3 separate regions of the Mus musculus genome follow, and all the other regions are linked to region 3. A link is a contact called in public Hi-C and HiChIP or PLAC-seq data. All regions are on one chromosome and are shown on one strand. Each heading gives the region's core, a stretch centred on a gene start, on an enhancer-like site or on the middle of the called end of the contact. The rest is flanking DNA. Distances are from core to core; before and after follow the strand shown.

What was found. Hi-C and Micro-C count contacts between places; a contact is called where the count stands out from the background. HiChIP or PLAC-seq counts read pairs in DNA pulled down with a chosen protein or histone mark.
Region 1: a contact with region 3 is called in a Hi-C map of embryonic fibroblasts, with 3 times the contacts expected there. The contact joins the enhancer-like site here to the promoter of Tnfrsf11b in region 3. A contact is called at or near these places in 1 of 39 promoter capture datasets (embryonic stem cells), 2 of 484 Hi-C or Micro-C datasets (embryonic fibroblasts and macrophages), 1 of 115 datasets of contacts at active chromatin or transcription factors (pancreatic cancer cells) and 2 of 9 other capture datasets (adipose tissue and pancreatic islet).
Region 2: a contact with region 3 is called in an H3K27ac HiChIP or PLAC-seq map of vascular smooth muscle cells, with 5 times the contacts expected there. The contact joins the enhancer-like site here to the promoter of Tnfrsf11b in region 3. A contact is called at or near these places in 3 of 484 Hi-C or Micro-C datasets (MC3T3-E1-derived osteoblasts, adipose-derived mesenchymal stem cells and cerebellar granule neurons), 2 of 115 datasets of contacts at active chromatin or transcription factors (the 230-238 cell line and vascular smooth muscle cells) and 1 of 9 other capture datasets (adipose tissue).

The regions. Positions count from the first base shown.
Region 1 is chr15:54,119,096-54,123,475 of GRCm38.p6, reverse strand. No RefSeq gene overlaps it. Among named protein-coding and RNA genes, the nearest start is that of Tnfrsf11b, 160 kb to the left of the region's middle. Within about 2 kb of position 2,810, at least 32 of the 459 cell types and tissues checked have an H3K27ac peak or open chromatin away from gene starts, as enhancers often do. A contact at or near this core is called in embryonic fibroblasts and pancreatic cancer cells, where this site is marked.
Region 2 is chr15:54,088,403-54,092,965 of GRCm38.p6, reverse strand. No RefSeq gene overlaps it. Among named protein-coding and RNA genes, the nearest start is that of Tnfrsf11b, 190 kb to the left of the region's middle. Within about 2 kb of position 3,230, at least 4 of the 459 cell types and tissues checked have an H3K27ac peak or open chromatin away from gene starts, as enhancers often do. A contact at or near this core is called in vascular smooth muscle cells, where this site is marked.
Region 3 is chr15:54,277,119-54,281,330 of GRCm38.p6, reverse strand. It overlaps Tnfrsf11b (tumor necrosis factor receptor superfamily, member 11b (osteoprotegerin)), which reads left to right and starts at 2,847. Exons shown (of 5, transcript NM_008764.3): 1 at 2,847-3,116. The coding sequence starts at 3,084.

The DNA.
Region 1 (4,380 bases), core at 1,561-4,060, 160 kb after region 3:
ATCATCACCCATTTTCTAGTTATTATTTTGTGGCTCAATGTTTTAATCGTGAGGAGATGTGAAAACAAGGCCTTACAAAACATCTTGGTTATTTAAATGTTAGACATTACAGACTATTTCGCTTAGAGCATATTTTGCTAAAGTTCTGGTAAGAGTTTTGAAATATTCAAATATAGGCTTTGGCCTCCTGAAAGAAGCTAACGTCTGGAAAGTTCTGATCTCATTTTGTTTGTATGGTATTATTTTCCAATTTAATCTGTTTAGTTAGGAATTTTGAGAATTATGGAACTGAATACATTTCAAGAGACATTGAGTTTTGTGGAATCAAGGACTTTTTCATACACACATATTTTAGCAGCTGTCTCAAGCAAGTTCTCTGCTATATAAAAGAGGTTATGTTAATTTAGCACATTCCAAATTAGGCATTCCAGACTGAAGCAATGATTGAAATAAGTTACTGGTAGAATATTAACAAGACAAAAAAAAGCAGATGATATGACTATACTCTTCACAGTTTATAGAGTTGGGATGGAAGGGAATGGTTGAAATGCTGGGAAGCAATTCTTAATCTTTGAACTTTTGTAAAATAATTCATAGTACAAAGCGTCAGAGTGATCACTTTTCTAATGGCATTAAACATGTTTTATTGAGGATGCTGAAGAGTCAGTCGGGCCCGCAGAGAAAAGCATTTCTTGCTCTTTCAGAGGCCCTGAACTTAGTTCCTAGTCCCTACCCAATGGCTCACAGCCATCCCTAACCAATGTCCTCTTCTCACCTCTACAGGACCAGGGATGCATGCAATGCACATCTCTATATGGAGCCAAAACACCAAGACACGTGGAATAAAACTGATAAATCTAAAAGGGAAATTAAGCTATTTGATATAATATAGCTGATATAATTTGGAGAGAAAATGATAACTATTCAGTGTTTCATGGCTGTTCCTTGTGATTCTTTGGTCATTTTTCCTTACCCTTTTCAAGCAATATACTAAATAGCTAAATTGGAGAAGTAGTAGAAAGTATATGTCCTTCCTCTTAAAATATAAGAGTGAAATTGGGACTGTTTTCTGCTTGAAGTTGTATTAAGCTCAATCATTACTCTAGTTTTCCAGTACATCCCATTTTGCCCCACCCAACACCCGCTGTCTTCCTTACTCTTATGTCCCGGGTAAGCTGTGTCTACTTTGATGAGGCAAAGAGTCTTTGCCCCTGGAATTGGAAGGCATCTCCCTCCCGTTCTCTTTGTCTCCTAACTATGTCTCATCAATCACTTGTGTCAAGAGCTGCCTGGACTAGCGACCAGCCAGCCAGGATCCTTAGATGCTACTGAAGCCTGAAGCTATGAAAATGCACACAGATCAAGACTTCTCAGGAAATCAATTACCACCATTGGATTCCAACCCAGGGACACAATTTTACTTTTATCTTTGAATACCAGCTCTAAGCTCCTCAAAGGTGACAAGGTTTGTATAATTACAAGCATTCCTATTATATAACTACAGAATTGCATCTGGAGAAAAAAGTTAGCCAATTTATGCATAACTTCTAATCTCAGTGAAGAGGTCAAAGAAGACGTGAGGATAAGAGAACTCATATTTTATGAGTTACTTTGATCTGAAGTCCAATTCCATAAGGTAGAAACCAAGCCCTCTTTAATGATTTCTGCCAGGTTCCAAGATTCATTTTCTCTTTTCTCCCTCCTCCTCCTCATTCCTACATCCAAGTCTGCTACATTCAGAATAAATATGAGTTTAGAACATATTTGCTTTCCCGTTTCCCTGTTTGGATGCTTATCCTAAGTACACTTTGACTTATTAGCATTTATGGGTTTTTGATGAAACTCATGTTTTAAGGTTAGGAGAACAGAGTCCCTTTGCAAATCAAATAGCAACAAGCTCACCATATTGCTACCTCCTTTATTTCTCTTCCTTAGCTCCATCCTTCCTTAAATTAGTAATAAGAAAATCTGCCCCCATATACAACACAGAGCAGTAAAGCTCCTATTTAAAATCAATGGGGCCAGCCTTCCAGTCTAAGTGCTTTCTGCAATAAATATAGTTGTTTTCCTCTATGGTAGCATGCTGACATGTTTTACTCATGTAATAGTGGATATGGCTCTGGTTATACTAAGCCCATGTGTAGCAAGTTTACCAGGGCAGACACTAAGCATCTTTATTTCCCACTCTTTCAGAGGTAGATGTATAATGATATGTATGTACATAAAGGGGAGAGACAAATTACCTCATCTTCAGCTGATCTATAGTATACAGTTTCACATTCATACTAAGATTTTTTGTATAAGTGATCTCAGAAGTTTAATTTTCTCAATTTCTCAATGCTAGAAATCTTTAGTTACTTAATTAACAGCAGGGCAAAGACAAGGGATTGAGTCTCTGGCCCTTGATCTGATGTGCTTTCCACCACATTAGACATTATCCCCAGTGGCCTTGCTCAACTAAATAATAACTCTGGACCTCTGATTAGAGACCAGGAAGTACTCTCCTTCTTGATCGAGGTTGACCTCAAAGCTCTAGCTCATTTATTTCTATTTTTGTTCTTCCAGAAAAAAAAAAAAAAGTCATCCTCTCCTTTTAAAATGATGCCGTGCTTGGAAACATAGAAGAACCCAAGAAGAGTCCTTTCTTTTCTCAAAAATAAATTGAAAGGTCTGGTTTCGTTTGTTTGCTTCCTTGTTTTGGGTGAGGTTGTTCTTCAAAAAGACCTGGTGCACGCTGGCCTTGCAGCCGTCTGCCACTACATGCTCAAGTACTGTGGTTTTAGAAAAAATCTGGCCACCCTTCCTTTGATATAAAAGAACCACATGGGGTTGAGTCATACACTGTGGAGGGAACACAGCTAATTATGGGATGTGCTGGGCCCAGGGAAGATGTTAACTGCTCCATAATTACAACCAAAGGCCAAGGGGAAAGTCATGGAAAGCCAGCTAATAGAAGGAAGGGAGCATACCACCACTGTATCTGGGACCCCAGGCTATTCAAAAGTGGTCACATTCACACACTTTTGTTCCCATGTAACTTCCTACGTAAGAACTGATTGGTGTTCAAGAATGCTTATGATTCTTGAACCAGTTTTTAGTAAACTCCTGTCTTAACTATGTCAGGGTTCGATTATTTGGATAAAGTTAAAAGATGCACAAAGGCTTCGCAACTCTGTTCTCTTCATTAAAAGCCCAGAGAGAAGCTCTGTTTGGATGAAGCTGAGAAGAGACAGGGATGGCTAGGAAGAAGTGACTGAGAGACTCATGGAGGGCAGAAAAGCTTTTAATCATCAAGGTCATGTCACAGAAGTATTTGTAACCTAAAAGACTTCCTTTCCCCCCTCTGTTTTAAACAATATCAAATCCTCTATTACAGTGTTTTTAATATAAATTGTATTGCTAGACATCAACTATTCTATTTAATATAGAAAAGTAACATTAGTAACATAGTATAGTGGCCAATTTCATAAAGGATTCTACATTCACAAAAGGTCCTATAGTTTAGAAGGGCCATGCTCTTAATCTTAACGTGTACACAACTGACTAGTTTCTTACATTTTATTTAGATTTGACTCAAATTCTGATTAATTTAAATAACTTCCCACAATGACACAGAGTGGGATAAAAGTAGCCATGCAGCTTTAACCAGCCATGTTTCATGATTGTGAGCAGTAATGTAAATGGTGAGAGTATTGGTAGGACATAGAGCAACTGGTTGACCTGGAACCGAAAAGGACAGGACCATAGAGGATATTAATACTCACTGTGAGAAAACACAGCACGCATGTGTAGTCAATCTCCCTGGGATGAGAATTGTTTCATCCCAGCTATGAGAATCAGACTCATCTATGAATCAAAGTTTACAACACACAAGTTCTAATTCAGAAGATCCCAATTGGCATCCTTGACTTCCTTAACAGTAACTTTGTTGTGGCATGATTTATAATGCATGTAATAAGTATACAACTCACCAGGCTTAATGACATACACCTTCAATACCAGCACTAAGTGGAAGACGTAAGCCATCCTCTGGTGAGCTGAAGCTAGCCCAGTCAATGTAGCATAGTGAGTTCAGGCCAGCCAAGGCTACATAGTAAAACTTTCATTCAATAAACAAACAAACAAACAAAGTGTGTAACTAAGTGATTTTTAAAGAATATTTGGGAGGTTTTGCACCCATCAGCACTATCTAATTTCAGAGTATTTCTTCCTCACCCTACAAAATCCTGCTTGGGATCATTAGCAGTCACACCCAATTCCTCCCTTCCCCTAGCCTTTGCCAACCACAGTTCTGCTTTCTGTGGTTGTGGGTTTGTCTGTTCTGCATCTTCCACCATACACGGAGCTGTTGTTTCCATGGCTTTATGTGACTGGCTTCTT
Region 2 (4,563 bases), core at 1,981-4,480, 190 kb after region 3:
TGTTTTATGACCACTTCAGCATATGCTTACCCTCTATTGAACGTTTAATTTGTTCAAATCCTGGTACACTGCTTACATTAAACCATCTAAGGCCTGGACCTCCACCAAGCTGAACTGAACACTCTCTACTATCAAACCCATGGTGTTTCTAATCTGCAGAATGAAAACTCAAGGCTATTTACGTATTTTCAGTAGTCAACATTTAGCCTTCTCTTTTAAAATTTCCTGTGACATTAATTTCTCTTCAGGATCTCAGTGTGGGTTTGGGGGATTGGATAGCCAGTGAACACAGAGCATTCTTCTAGCATGCAATCACAACTTATATTTAGCTTTCATAACAGAATCTTATCCAAAACCATCGAATGGTTGCCAAAACCAATCGAAAACCACTTCCTAGGACTTTGGATGACAAGTGTGTATGTTCCTTCTCCCACATGATGATGGCCACTACCTAGCCAGCTGCCTGATGCCTGTATGATGAAGTGACATGTTTGTTCAGAAATTTTAAGTTACAGTATTACAAAATTCACAGGTCATATTCTTTGCTTAGTGATTAAATCTATCCTTTGATGACTTTTTATTTGGAAGTGATGCATTTTTGTAACTGTCATATTTGTCCTCTCTTATCTTTCCTGCATTCTAATCATTTTTTGTCCTCCCTTTTCTCTCCCACTGTCCTGTCTTTTTGTTTTGTTTCTAACCTGCCGATTTCATCTCTGGTCATCTTGTGACCATGAGTTTGAAACTTTCCTGTGGAACATGGTGAGTTCCCCATTGGGTACATTGCCCAAAACAGTGACTGCCCCTCACTGTTATAGATCAGTAGCCAATAAATAGAGACCCATGGTCCCCTCCCCTATCCATGCTTTACATTATTTACTAAAAATATATTCTGTTCTCTTTCATTGCTACCCTAACTTACTCCTGGCAAAAGTCTACTGCTATCGTTCTTCACAAGGATTCCAACACAATAATTCTCTCTTGCTGGTGTAGACAACTTGACAATTTAATGTTTTCTATGAACACCTGTAGATAAAGAAAGAAGAAAGATGGGGCTAGAGAGATGACCCAGTGATTAAGAGCACTGACTGCTCTTCCAGATGTCCTGAGTTTAATTCCCAACAACTGCATAGAGGCTTACAACCATCTGTAATGGGATATGATGCCCTCTTCTGGTGTGTCTGAAGACAGTAACAGTGTGCTATTATACATAAATAAATCCAGAGAGAGAGAGAGAGAGAGAGAGAGAGAGAGAGAGAGAGAGAGAGAGAGAGAGAGAGAAACAGACTTGTAGGTTATACTGAGAATAAGAATGGAGCCAAGACACAGAGCCTGTTTTCTGTTTGTTTGAGGTATTTTGACATCATTAAAAGCTTTTTTATTTCCCAAGTATCTTGCTTCCATGAGCTGTCAACATTATTTACTAATCTGCCTAAGAAATTGCAAGCGTCTGGGAATTTTTGTGTAGTTCAGTAATCATTCTTAAGAATGTCTTCCCTGATGACTAAGGATGTTGAACATTTCTTTAGGAGCTTCTCAGCCCTCCACAGGACCAAGTTTCCTCAGTTGAGAATTCTCTGTTGAGCTCTATTCCCCTTTTTAGTCAGGTTATTTGATTCTCTGGAGTCTAACCTCTTGAGTTCTTTGTATATATTGGATCTTAGCCCTCTATTGGATGTAGGATTGGTGAAGATCTTTTCCAAGTCTGTTGGTTGCCTTTTTGTTCTATTGACAGAAGCCTGATATGGCTGTCTCCTGAGAAGCTCTGTCAGAGCCTGACAAAGACAGAGGCTGTAGCTCACAGCAAACCATTGAACTGAGCTCAGGGGTCTCCATTGACTAAAGGAGTTGAGGGAGCTTGCAGTCCCATGGAGGGAGCAACAGTGTCAACAGGCCAGGCTCCCTGGAGCTAATTTGCAAAGAATAAATAAGTACTAACAAATAAATAAAACTTTGAACTTGGTTAGAATTTTTCTATACCCTCTGTAATTAAAGGCTATCAAATCTACAAACCTTTCATTATAATCTTTAAGGGCTTTCTAGATTTCTTCTTCTCCCCCATCATCTCCTCATCTATTGACAGAAGCTATTTCCTACAGATGCAATGTTTATTTCCTAAGTAATTAGTTTTGAAGTCTGCTTCCTCCTTTCTCTCCATATTACAACTACTCCAATCTATACCTTTCAGTGACTCATTTGGATTTCTGGCAAGAACTAAGGGGTCTTATCCATAACTCTGCTTACAAGACAGACTTTCTTAAATTGAAACTCTATATTGTCACCTTTGCATACCTTCTTTGAGAATTCCCACAAAATCCTCACCTAGGGCCTCTATCTACAGCACTCCAACAAGTCCAAAAAATGCTATAGACTCACTCCTAAGGTTAAATACTATTTCTTGCCTCGGGACCTTTTAGAGATACTTGATGCCCTTGCCTGCCATCTGCATTTAACTGTGGACTCCATTAAGTATAGGAACCATATCCAGTCTATCAGTGAAGCCACACCAAACAAGAGTGCTGGCACCTGGGAGAAGGAAACAGAAACTGGTGACTTTTAAATCACTTCAACAATTCCAAACGAAAGAGCTGATGGTTGAACGCAAATAGTAAACCTTTGATTATGCAGACATACCTGATTGTCACAAAAATACATGGTGTCTCCATTTGGGCCCAGAAGAGAAGCTTAGGATGACATGTGGGTGGCAAGCAGAGAAAAGGAAAAGAACAGAAGAACACATCACTCCATCACTTAGTGCAGGGCTAGCCCTGATGAGCAGGGTGGGGGCAAAAAGCCTTCCTATTCAGCACATAAGTAAAGAATACCAATTACTTCTCTCTTAAGCAGGGCCAGGGCAACTCAATGGCAAACCAAAAAGGATGGGCACTGCATTCCTGAAAGGAAGCTAATGGGTCTGCTGCCATCAGCCTGGTTGACAAAGGAGACATGCTCCAGGAGCCACTGTTCTAAAGGCTGGTACACCACAGGCAGGCATGCTTCTTGGAAAAGACGTCTGGTAATTAGGAATTCAAGCCTAGCCCCAGCTTTTCAGATGGAGCCTTCTAATTTTCTTTTGCCCTCCTCTGAGCTGCTTCCAGGAAACCTGCTTTGTCCTCTGCTGTGGTTGGGAAGATCAAATGAGTATTTTACTGAAAGAGCAGGCCTCTCCTCTCCTCCCTTCTCCTGCTTGGTCACCAGGAGTTACGGTTCACACAAGAACACCCCTGGAGTGTGACATGGGGCCACCTCCTTTCTCAGGCAGTGGTCCATGATGTGGGATGAGAGAGCACATGAGGTCAAGGTTAAAGATCAAGCCTCCTGCTCCAAACTTTTACTGGTGGCAGCCTGATTTCACCATGGAAACTACCATTTGCAGTAGAATTCTTTGTGACATATTTTCAGCTCAGAAAATTTTTGGATGCCTTTGTGACATTCTTTCAAAATTTCACTTTCACTAGCTAATTTTTTTTTACCAAAAAAACTTTACCAGAAGAATTAGATAAAATCAGAAAGAAACAAAACAAAACAAAACAAAACAAAACAAAACAAAACGCACTGCCTTCCCTACCAATAGGAATAAAAACTATTTGTTGAAATAGAAAAACGAAAGGATCAGATTCCATCTTGATAACCAATGTTTTCTCTAATTTTGCAATACAATTTCCAAACCTACCCCAAAGAATCTCTTGCATTCTTCCCATGGATAGATAATATGACTTCCCCACAGAATGTTTCTAAGTCCTCACCTCTTCTAATCTGTGCCTGTATGCCAGTGCCTAAACCAATACAGTACACAATCTCTCATCCTAACGTGTGTCCCACTCATCAGCTTGTGACTTTCTGGACCACAAGGCTTTATCTCAGTTGACCACCAAAAAGTCATTATTTCCGTCCAAATAAAAACTGCAATGCCTACCTGCTGCACTGAGCTCACTGTGGGCAGAGATCATGCCCTGACTTCAACATTTAGAGGTCAAAGAATAAATATAGTCCCACTTTGACCAAAATACTGCCATGTCCCAAATTATATTCCAGTATATGCTTGACTATTTCTGACATTCATTTTTTTCTCATTAAGCTGAATTCTGCAGATGGAAGGATTTCTTGGTGTCTTAAGTCTAGCCCAGAAAAAGCTTGGAATAGGCAGATGTCATCACTTACAAATGTGAGTGCAACTGGACACAGCAGTGGCAATGGAGTTTCTTTCCTTATTTTTTAACACAAATTATTTGCATTCAAAACACCAAGAGAGCTCCATCCCTAGACCCTAGATTCAATGAAGTTAAAAAAAAATGTTGGGTGCTACCTCAGGGCCATTTTGGAAGGAGACTTGCATATTTTGTAAATCACAAGGCCTCTGGAACAAGGAAAGCTCAATTTCTTTGAGGATGCCACAGTATTTTAAACCATTGACTACTCTCCGATTTAAATAACAACATTCCTCATATTGAGCAACTCATGATGCTTCCTTCCTTCTTGCTGTAAAATGGTATGTTGCTAACAACTGCTAAATTACTGCCATATTTGCTTGTGTTTGTATTGTCTGTGGTTCTCATAGATCTT
Region 3 (4,212 bases), core at 1,598-4,097:
TGTAACTAGCAACAATTAAAACAGAATGAAAGCCAGAATCAATGACACAAGAGTATAATCCCAGCATTAGAAAATGATTCAGGCAATGGGATTCATAGTTTCAGGTTAGCCACGCCTAGGTAGGCAGTCCAACATAATCTGGACTACAGAAGACTGTCTAGAATTAAGTAAGGAACCTCCACGCACACACAATTTATCAAAACCTGTGTGATATTATTCTCTCAAGTGTTTTTATGCTTTATCCAAATCCCCATCCAAATCCGGAAGTAGTTCCAATCTGTAGATTGATTAACACTCTACACAGATAAAGATACTCAAATGACTTAGTCATTTGTCTGAGGTTACATAAGTAGGAAGATGTGGAACTAAGGCTTAAAACTAGGGATCTGGACTAAAGGATTCATATCTGGTTTTCCCAAGATCAATTCCAACTGGAATTGAAGTGAGGCCTGGTGGTGAAGACCATAATCTTAGATCTCAGTAAGGTTGAGGTTGGGGTCAGTGCAGACTTCCAATCCAGCTGGGCCACACTATCTAGTGATGATGCAATAGTAACCATGCAGAATTCATACCATGGGGAGATGGTTCAGTCAGTAAAGTGCTTGCAGCACTTGCGATACAATTATGGGTACTAAAGTATGATCCCAGGTAAACACAGTACTGGTGCATTCCCATGTTTCTAGCCCTGTGGTGGGGGCGACTTTCATGGTATCTGAAACTTATATTCAGCTAAGGTTGATATTGGTCAGCACCCTGGATCCTTCTGTCTCCATCACCTAAGTGCTGGAAAAATAAGGTACAGGATAGGCATGGCAACATGTGCTTTTAATCCCAGTCCTGGGATGGCAGAGGCAGGCAGAGGCAGGCAGAGGCAGGCAGATCTCTGTGAATTAAAGGCCAGCCTGATTACAAAGTGAGTTCCAAGATAGGCAGAGCTACATAGACAAACCATATCTCCAACAAGCAAGCAAGCAAGCAAGCAAACAAACAAACAAACAAACACCCTTTGCCCCCCCCACACACACACCCTGCAAACCCTTATTTTAGTAAATATTTCCTATTAGCACTAATTTACATTGCGTGCATTTGTTATTTTACTCTTACAACTAAGAAAATGTGGACATATATTTAATATGATTTTAAATGTTTTTACTTGCTGTCTCCTTCTACAACACCAGGGTTGTTGTTACAGCAGAAACAGGCTTAGAAAGACATACATATTTTTATAATCTATGTCTCAGAATGTCATACCTTTTGGAGGGTAGGGTGGGGCATAAAGGAGTTAGCTTAAATTTATAACTCCATGTTATAACCCAGTATTGTGGAAAAGTTAGGGTAGGGACTTCAAATTTGTCACATCACATCCAGAGCCAAGAGCTGAGAGAAAAGAATGCATGCACGTGTACTTGCTTGTTTGTATCTTTATTTCTGCACTTCTAGCTCAAGACACCTTGCCTAGGGAATGGTTCTGCCCACAATGGGCTGAGTCTTCCCACATCTATTTATTAAGGCAGTGCCCTACAAACAGACCCACAGGCCAATTCTGTGTAGATAATCAATCTCTCATTGCAGCTGCTTTTCCAAATGATTCTAGGTTTTGCCACTACTGCACCCTGACATCACGTTACATTTTGAGAAAAATGTTTTCAGCTAATATCCCAGACAACTATTCCTGAACAGAAATAATAGCTCTGCCACTTACACAGGGCTTGAAAGTTAACATTTAGGTTTATTTGGATGGTAAGTGTTGTTATCACACTGTTGTTGCAGTAGAAACTAAAACACAGGAGACTAGTATAGAATCATGCAGCTTTTCCTTCCTCCAAAATGTCTTGATGGAGTGAACTACTTTGAACTCATGATAGCATGAGATCCATCGTGCTGTGAAGAGGTGGAGCTCCTCTTGTTGACAGAAGAATTTGCCCTACTCAGGAGACATCTCACTAACCCAGCTCCTGATAGAGAAGCCAGTTCTGCAAGGAGTAATCACGCTGTAAGCATCACATTATATGCAGGTTTGAGTGACCACCTACAGCTGACTTGAGAGTTGCCTATGGCATCTTGGAATGGGAATTCAATTTGGAAACAGTGACTTCTAACCAGTGAGACGGCTGATGGGTGGGAGAAGAACCTTATTTTGCAAATCTTTAAACGTGCCAACAGCAGAGGGCAGTGAAGAGGCAACTTAATGGGTGAAGAGGCGTTTGACCAGAAGCTTAGTGGTTAGGACTCTAAGGAGCCAACAACCCTTTATGAAAGAGGATGCTGGGAAGGGAAGCGATGCTTGTAAGGTTTTCCTACTCCAGGTACAAAGAATTTATTCTTCTGGTTCTCCCTAGCTTCTGACAACCCAGGTAAATATGAGTTGGACAAATAAATTCTTTAACGGGCCCAGGACACTTTGCATGTTAACGACTACAAACTCTCAGTCGTTTTTGAGGACAATGCCATCCCTACGCGAGAGGGATTATTTGGGGAGCTACAGAATCTTTGGGAAGGAGTTTAGATAATAGGCCAAACGAAAACCTCAGCCTTCTCCCAGAAAGGGTACAGTGACTGAGACATGTGGCAATAGGCTGCTGAAGTTGAAACCTCGGGTAGAGGAGCCAGAGCCTGGAGGCTGCCCAGCGGCTCCCCCAAGTGTACTCAGCCTCTCACCACAGGTCACAGCTGCCCTGAGGCTAGCCGCTGGCAGAAAAAGCTTCGGAACTCCCAGAGGCAGCGGGACAGCTGCTGCCTTGTTCTTCAGCTCAGCGGTGGCTTTCTCCTTCTTTTCTTCTTCCTTCCCCCTCTCTCTCCCCCTGCAGAAATCAGTCATTCCCTTCCCTTGTCCCACGCCTCCGCGCAGGATCCTCCCACTCCGGCTCCTAAAGCGTTAACCCCGGAGTGTCCCAAAGCCCCACCACTAGCTCCCAAGGTTCCTAAAAAGGAACAAGGTTTGTCCAGACAGAGACTAATAGATCAAAGGCAGGGCATACTTCCTGTTGCCCCGACCTTATATAAAACGTCATGATTGCCTGGGCTGCAGAGACGCACCTAGCACTGACCCAGCGGCTGCCTCCTGAGGTTTCCCGAGGACCACAATGAACAAGTGGCTGTGCTGCGCACTCCTGGTGGTAAGTCGTGGGCAGGAGGCTGCTGACCACCTGGGCTCGGGACCTCCCCTCCTGCTGATGGGGACCAAGCCCGGCTACCTCAGGAGGGAGCTGGGGTTTGGTTGGAACACGAAGCCTCTTTCTAGCTACAGCAGCAGGCTGCCCTGAAGAGTGAATGGCTTTTTCATGAAAAGTTCCAGCTGAGTTTATGCAGATGGGAGAGGGACACGGAGAGAGGCCTTTTTAAAGACTTTTTTGCTTGGTTTTTATTCATTTTATTTACCTTATTTATTTACTTACTTATGTTCTTATGTGGAACACCATACCTTCGCTTCACCGAACTTTTTTATTACTGCAGGTGTTGGAAAGAGAGGCCAGACTTTTTTGAAACTTCTGTAGAAAAGTTTGGATGGAGAGGATAGTCTGAAACAACATTAGCCTAACTTACATATGGGTTGTGGGCAATACAGAAAATATTCTCTTATTTTTCTGTGCAATTTGCTGTTTTACTAAAGTTCTATTAGTCTAGTTCTCAACTTCAGTAGTGTGAAAAATATGAACAGACTAATGATTATTACGTTGTAGAATATAGTTAAACAACCAGATCAGTTCAACTATAAAGAAAGATGGTTCAAACCTGTTTTGAAACGTTGTTTGGAAAATAAAGGAATCTCTTTTATTGGCTCAGGCATTTGGCAAATTGTTATTTAGGTTTATAGACAAGTTTTTTCCATGCCCCAAATTTGTTTCCTTCACATCAGTAGCCTGTGAAACACATGAAGTTACAAATCAGACAGAGAAGTCTGTCTTTGAGTGATTTCTCTGTCTGGAATGCACTAGAGTCAGTGTTTCAATTTCATCCTCCTGCTCACATAGTGAGAATTAAAAACTATGTAGTCTTTCCCTGAGCTTCAGGGACACACAGACAATCATATGTAATACCAAAGTCACTTAGGAAAAAGTGGACAGGAGAGTATACATACATATGCCAACTTCATGTGTACATATGCAGATATGTATACATGTATATACATATATATTACATATATCCACTAATATGGACATATGGAGAATTTTCTAATTTTACTTTATTTTAGGTGTATATGTGGTTCCCTTG